2 separate regions of the Mus musculus genome follow, and region 2 is linked to region 1. The links are chromatin contacts, called in public promoter capture Hi-C maps. All regions are on one chromosome and are shown on one strand. The core of a region is the stretch at or near the end of the contact, and the rest is flanking DNA. Distances in the headings are between cores, read along the strand shown.

Evidence for each region. Capture Hi-C pulls out chosen DNA fragments and counts their contacts.
Region 2: a contact with region 1 is called in a promoter capture Hi-C map of pancreatic islet. The contact joins two enhancer-like sites. A contact is called at or near these places in 1 of 39 promoter capture datasets (the C10 cell line), 2 of 484 Hi-C or Micro-C datasets (CD4 T cells and CD8 central memory T cells), 2 of 115 datasets of contacts at active chromatin or transcription factors (embryonic stem cells and microglia) and 3 of 9 other capture datasets (adipose tissue, liver and pancreatic islet).

What each region holds. Positions count from the first base shown.
Region 1 is chr4:133,612,725-133,615,402 of GRCm38.p6, forward strand. It overlaps Zdhhc18 (zinc finger, DHHC domain containing 18), which reads right to left. Exons shown (of 8, transcript NM_001017968.2): 3 at 2,456-2,605; 4 at 1,077-1,214; 5 at 915-963; 6 at 199-301. Among named protein-coding and RNA genes, the nearest start is that of Sfn, 12 kb to the left of the region's middle. Within about 2 kb of position 1,332, at least 147 of the 459 cell types and tissues checked have an H3K27ac peak or open chromatin away from gene starts, as enhancers often do. A contact at or near this core is called in pancreatic islet, where this site is marked.
Region 2 is chr4:133,728,313-133,730,990 of GRCm38.p6, forward strand. The region is part of intron 1 of Arid1a (AT rich interactive domain 1A (SWI-like)); the gene reads right to left. Among named protein-coding and RNA genes, the nearest start is that of Mir7227, 13 kb to the left of the region's middle. Within about 2 kb of position 1,374, at least 299 of the 459 cell types and tissues checked have an H3K27ac peak or open chromatin away from gene starts, as enhancers often do. A contact at or near this core is called in pancreatic islet, where this site is marked.

The DNA of each region.
Region 1 (2,678 bases), core at 82-2,581:
GGATTGGACCCCTCCAGCATTATGACCCTAGGCCACATCTCTTGGTCATGCCATGGGCAATATGCATCCTAATTCTGTCACAGCAGGACCCCCAGGTCTGTGTGACATTGGGTCTGACATTAGGCTTCCACCTTGGACCCCCCCAGCGGGCAGCACTTGGCCACCCCAGGCTCCCCGGGCCTGTCCAACTTTACTCACATCTTCGTTAGTTGTCAGGTTGGAGGCCACGAGGTACGTGTGGAACCCTGAGAGGCCCAGGATGGACCAGATTGAGAAGAAGCAGATGACCAACTCCAGCACAGTGGGCCCTGTCAAGGACGCGTGCAAGAGAGGGTGGAACCCCTGACCCCTGAGCTCACCCTTCCCTGGAGCTATGTCCCTGGAAAGTGACAGGTTTGGGGACCTTTCTGTGATCCAGTCATTTCTCAGCAGAAGGGGGAGGGAGCGCCTGGGGAACAAGGCGGGCTCTGGGCTAGGGATGGCAGAGGGAATTCCAACCACAGGATCCTGGCATGGAGCAGGAAGCCTGGCATCCTAAGGAACTCGCAGCTGGTGACGTGACTCAATGGATAAAGGAGCCTGTCACCAAGCCTGACAAGCTGAGTTTGAACTTCAAGTTGTCCCCATCCCTATTCGTGTGACATGGCACATGCATGTTCCCCGCTGCAGGGTAAACAAAAATTTAATTACAAAATCCACTCTCTGCCAAGCCTCTGTAGACAGGCATTTTCCTGAGCCTGCTTGCTCTGCCCCTCTCCGTGACGATCCCTTTAGGGTCAGCTCCAGCCTGGGTCTTGACAAACTAGCGGGTAGAGTGCATTCTAGAGAATAGATAGAGCCCTACCCACTCTGGAGACCTGTCCCATGAAGAGGCCTCAATTCCCCACCCAGGGTGACCAGCCCGCAAAGGATATCTTGCTGGTGTCTTTTTCAGAGCGGAGAGGAAGTTGCTTCCTTGAGAAACTAGGAAGAAGAAAGGGACACAGCTCAGGGGGTGGGGGTGGGGGTGAGCACGGCCCTACGCTAGGGCCGAGCTCACTGGTTAGCCTTCCTCCACCCGCTGTTCCCCAACTCACGAAGGGTCAGGTGGGTGACCACGCAGGCGAAGATGAAGGCCGTCAAGAAGGAGAGGGAGAGAATAAACGCATAAAAGAAGCGGTAGTTCCGTCTCCCCACACAGTTGCCCACCCAAGGGCAGTGATGGTCAAACCGTTCTAGGAAGGGAAGGAGGAGTTAGTGGGGGTTCCCCAGTCAGCACTGCTGGGTGACTAGCCTTTGCCCCAGGCTGGCACTTGCCCCCTCCCCACCAGCTGCTCCCTTGGACACACCCTGCTTCCAGCCCTTGCTCATCAGTTCCCACCCACTGCCTGACACATTCCCTGTCTATTCTTTTAGCTCCATAGTAACTCCTTCAGATGTCAACTACAAAGCCACTCCCTTAAAAAGTCTCCTATGGTCTCAATCTAGGCAGAGGTCTCCTGGTCTGTTCTCTTGCTCTTCTTTTAGACAGCACTGCCCTTGAACAAGACATGTGCTGGCCTCAGACCCCTGCCAGAGTCTGACAGTGTCTGCTTCAAAGACTCACAGACTATGGCCTCTTACTAGCTCCATGCCAACGGCTCTGGCCTTAAGGTCTAGAGAGGGCTGGGCCGCTACGTAGCTCCTGCAGAGCTGGCACCAGAGGCCAGGGCAGAGGACTGAGCTCATACCATTGCTAAGTCCCTGAGGGTGGGAGTCACACCCTGGTAAGGAAAGTCCCTGTGGGAATCTGGGTCATGAGCCCGTTGCAGGCCTTATGCCAAAGGCTGGTGCCTCTGAGGCAGTGGGTGGGGCAGACTGGCAGGGATGAATAAGAGGCATTGAGTCACCCACTTCACGCCTGCTGTGCCGCTCTCCTCTTCAGAGGGTGCTGAGCTGGCACCATGAAGTCACTGCCCTGGGAACTGTGCACTGTCACCATGGCTCAGCTCGCTTGGGTGTCATACAGACTCTCCCTTGTGACACCCTCCCAAGGGACTGTCATGGTCTTCATCGAGCTGTATGGCGTCTGGGGAGCAGGGTGAGGGGAACAAACCAAGCTTGGTCAGGAGCCAGTCTTCAGCTCTGGTCCATGCTCTCCGCCTCCCTCCTCCAGACTCCCACCCTCCCTGCCTTCTTTCTCAGTTAGAGCACCCTGTCCTCCATGTTACAGCTCCAGGCTTCTGGGATCATGGACCTACTGAGGAGCACACTGAAGACGGGTGGGGGACGGGACGGGACGGGACACACAAGTTCAAGGTCTGTCACAATGTTCGGGATCGGTGGGATGGGATATAGACCAGCGCTGGGCCAAGAGATGCCACTGCCTTCCCACTCAGTCCTAAGTAAGTCAGATGCTGTCTGCCTTGCCCCACATGTGACTTCCTGCATCCAAGACTCAGTCTCTCCGGGCTTTTTGAGGCCCACCCCCACTCACCCACACAGTTGTCGCAGACACTGCAGTGCGAGGTCCGGGGAGGCCGAAACATCTTACAGGTGAAGCAATACTTGAGTTTCACTGTCTGCCCGTTGATCATCACCTCCCGAGTCCGAGGGGGCGGTCGGTATGTGGAGCTGCCTGTGTTATCTGAGGGTGTGAAGAGGGAAAATGAGGGCACCCCAGACGGCCTATGGCCCTCGATAGTGGGAAGCCACAGCTG
Region 2 (2,678 bases), core at 124-2,623, 120 kb after region 1:
GAGGAGAAACACCAAATCGTAGCTGCAAAAGAGCCAGAGATGCCACTCTGGGAAAGATGGAGAGGAAACCCTTTCAACAGGAAACCGCGGGAGCAGATTACTGTGATTACGCTTCAAAGGCAAAGGCTCTGCCTCACAGACACGTAATTGAGAGGAAAATGCTGGCCCTTCATCAGGCAAGCCAGGCCCCCTGCTATATACTCTCCTGCATTCATAAAAAAATAAAAATAAGGGTGGGGGGGTAGTCCACCACTTAGCTCCTTGCAGATCACTGGCCAAGCTATAAAGTGCCTGACAAATGAAATGAATGCGGTTCGGGGCATCAAAGGTGCCGGTGCAGGCCTATCCTTCCGAGTATATTCAGTGCAAACAGCTTGCACACTAACAACTTGCAGAGTTCCCTGCTTCCAGCAAATGGCACCTCCGGACCACCTGGCTCTGGAATCACTCACAAGTTCTTAATGTACAGGAAAAGGCCACAGTGGCCTTGTGAACTGCTGAAAGTAACAAGTTGAGCTTTAAGGTTCATCAAGGCTAGGTGTCAGATAGTCAAAAGTAACCACTTTTGGGACACTCAAAATATTAAACATAGTTGCAAATTCTCTATCTGACCATAAGCCACTGAAAGAGGAGACAAAACCAGGCACGCACTAAAACTTCTGAGTACCAAGAGATATTACTCCCCACACCATGTGGTAGTGGCACCAGGAAAAACAATCTCTGATCCTGAAATAAGTCTGCGAGAGAATGGACAGTCAGAAGCCAAAGATACAGAGAAGAGGTGACCAGAAGCGGAGGTAAGGGCCAACTTTTATGCCTAGCTGTGCCAAAGACTCGAAAGAACAAAATGAAAGGTTGGGCCAGGGACTGCCAAGAGCCTCCATCTTTGGAAAGGAGAAGTCCTGACCAGCACACACTTGTGTTTTCCGCTCTAGATGCCAACTAGTCGGTGCCAGGATAAACCTAGAGCCATACCCTTGGATTTTGGGCCTCCAAATATTATTTTGTACTTCTCGTGCTTTCAATTTATTCCTGGCCAGATTTGTTTATGAGTTTTAATAATAACAATAAAAATGCATCCCTGGCTCTTTAACCGAAAGAAGCCCCTAATTGATTCCCACAGTAATTAACCTGCATTTTACCTCAGAGAGCGGTAGTTAAGGAAGTCGGCACTGCTATTTATAACTCATCTCAAATTGAGGGCAGACTGCCTAAAATCTAACACATCCCAGCTGTACTCCTGTTTGAACTGGGGCCAAGGGAATTTTTTAAAGCAATCTTGGCACGGAATGAATGACACCAACAGTATGAGAGCGTGAGTGGTTGTGTTGTGGTGACGTAGCATTGGAGGTGGAGGGGGGGGCAGTGTACTGTGATCCCTCTCGTGCGTGCCTGCAGCTTGAGTCCCAGTACAGTAAGCTGGGAACCGCCCACTGAGAGCCAAACACAGGAAAAGGCTTTTCCTGTGGACCGCCTTGAAGTGAGAAACACATGGCTAATCTGCATAAACTCGAAGCCACACCGACCCTGCCAGGAAGGTTAGTGCTCGTAATCTCTGGCCATGAAGCTGGCTGCCTGGGAAGACTTGGACTGGCGCCTGATAACCCAGAAAGAGCCGAGAGAACAGATGGGTAAGGACCCCAGCAGAATACAGCCTCGGGTCACGTGACTCGCCACATGGCCCCGCCAGCACAAACTATTGTCTGGCTGCAGAGCTTCTATACAAAGGCACCAGGCCTCCACTTCCTGTGATTCTAGGGACTGGCAGCAGCTGTTGATCAGTTCCCGGAGGGGACCCTCCTCTGTTAAGGGCACTCCAGGCAGAGATAAGTACAAAAGTTAAGGCCTCTCCCAACCAACAGGCTTTTTACTTTCCCTGCCAGCTCCACAGAAATCACTTAGATCTTAGGACTAAAGGGACTTCTGCAAGAGCAGCCTTGCTCCCTAGTACATAAATTGAGCAGCATAAATCATTCCACTGTCCCTTTTCTCTATAGCTACAGGCCATCTCTGCCTACCTCCACTTCCTCCCATTCACCATGGGGCTGAGGACTGGTATGATCTGAACCAATCCAAGAGGAAGTACTATGAAATCAGCTGACATCAGCTCTGTCCTGAGACCCTGAATAAGGGACTATAGGATGGGGTGTTGTTTTGTTCATTTGATAGTGTTTTGCTATCTTGTCCAGGCTGGTTTCTAACTCTTTGGCTCAAATGATCATCAGTAGTGCTGAGACTACAGGCAGTTATACCATACCAGCCCTGTGTTGTACTTTTAAACAGGGGAAACATGACTACATGCCAGGACAATAACCTACCCCCCCTACCCTACCCTCCTATTGAGCCTCATCAAAGCCATCTCATCCATGGAGAAATGGAAGTACGCTAACATTTTATCCAGAGTCAAACCCACACGTCCTGGGAGCCGCGTTATATATAATCTGGAGACCACGTGCCAATTTACTTCTTTACAGAAGATAAAAACACTTCATTCAAATTCTGGTCATCTGCCTATGTGGCTGCTAATTTGCAACCACCATCCCCCAAAGTACGTTTTGTTGTATTAAATTCTTTCAAATTTCCCTACGTTTAAAAGGAGAATAAGAGCACACTTCCAATTTATCAGATAAAGGCAGCCACCAGAACTGAGATCCTTCCAGTCCTTCCAAATCCACACT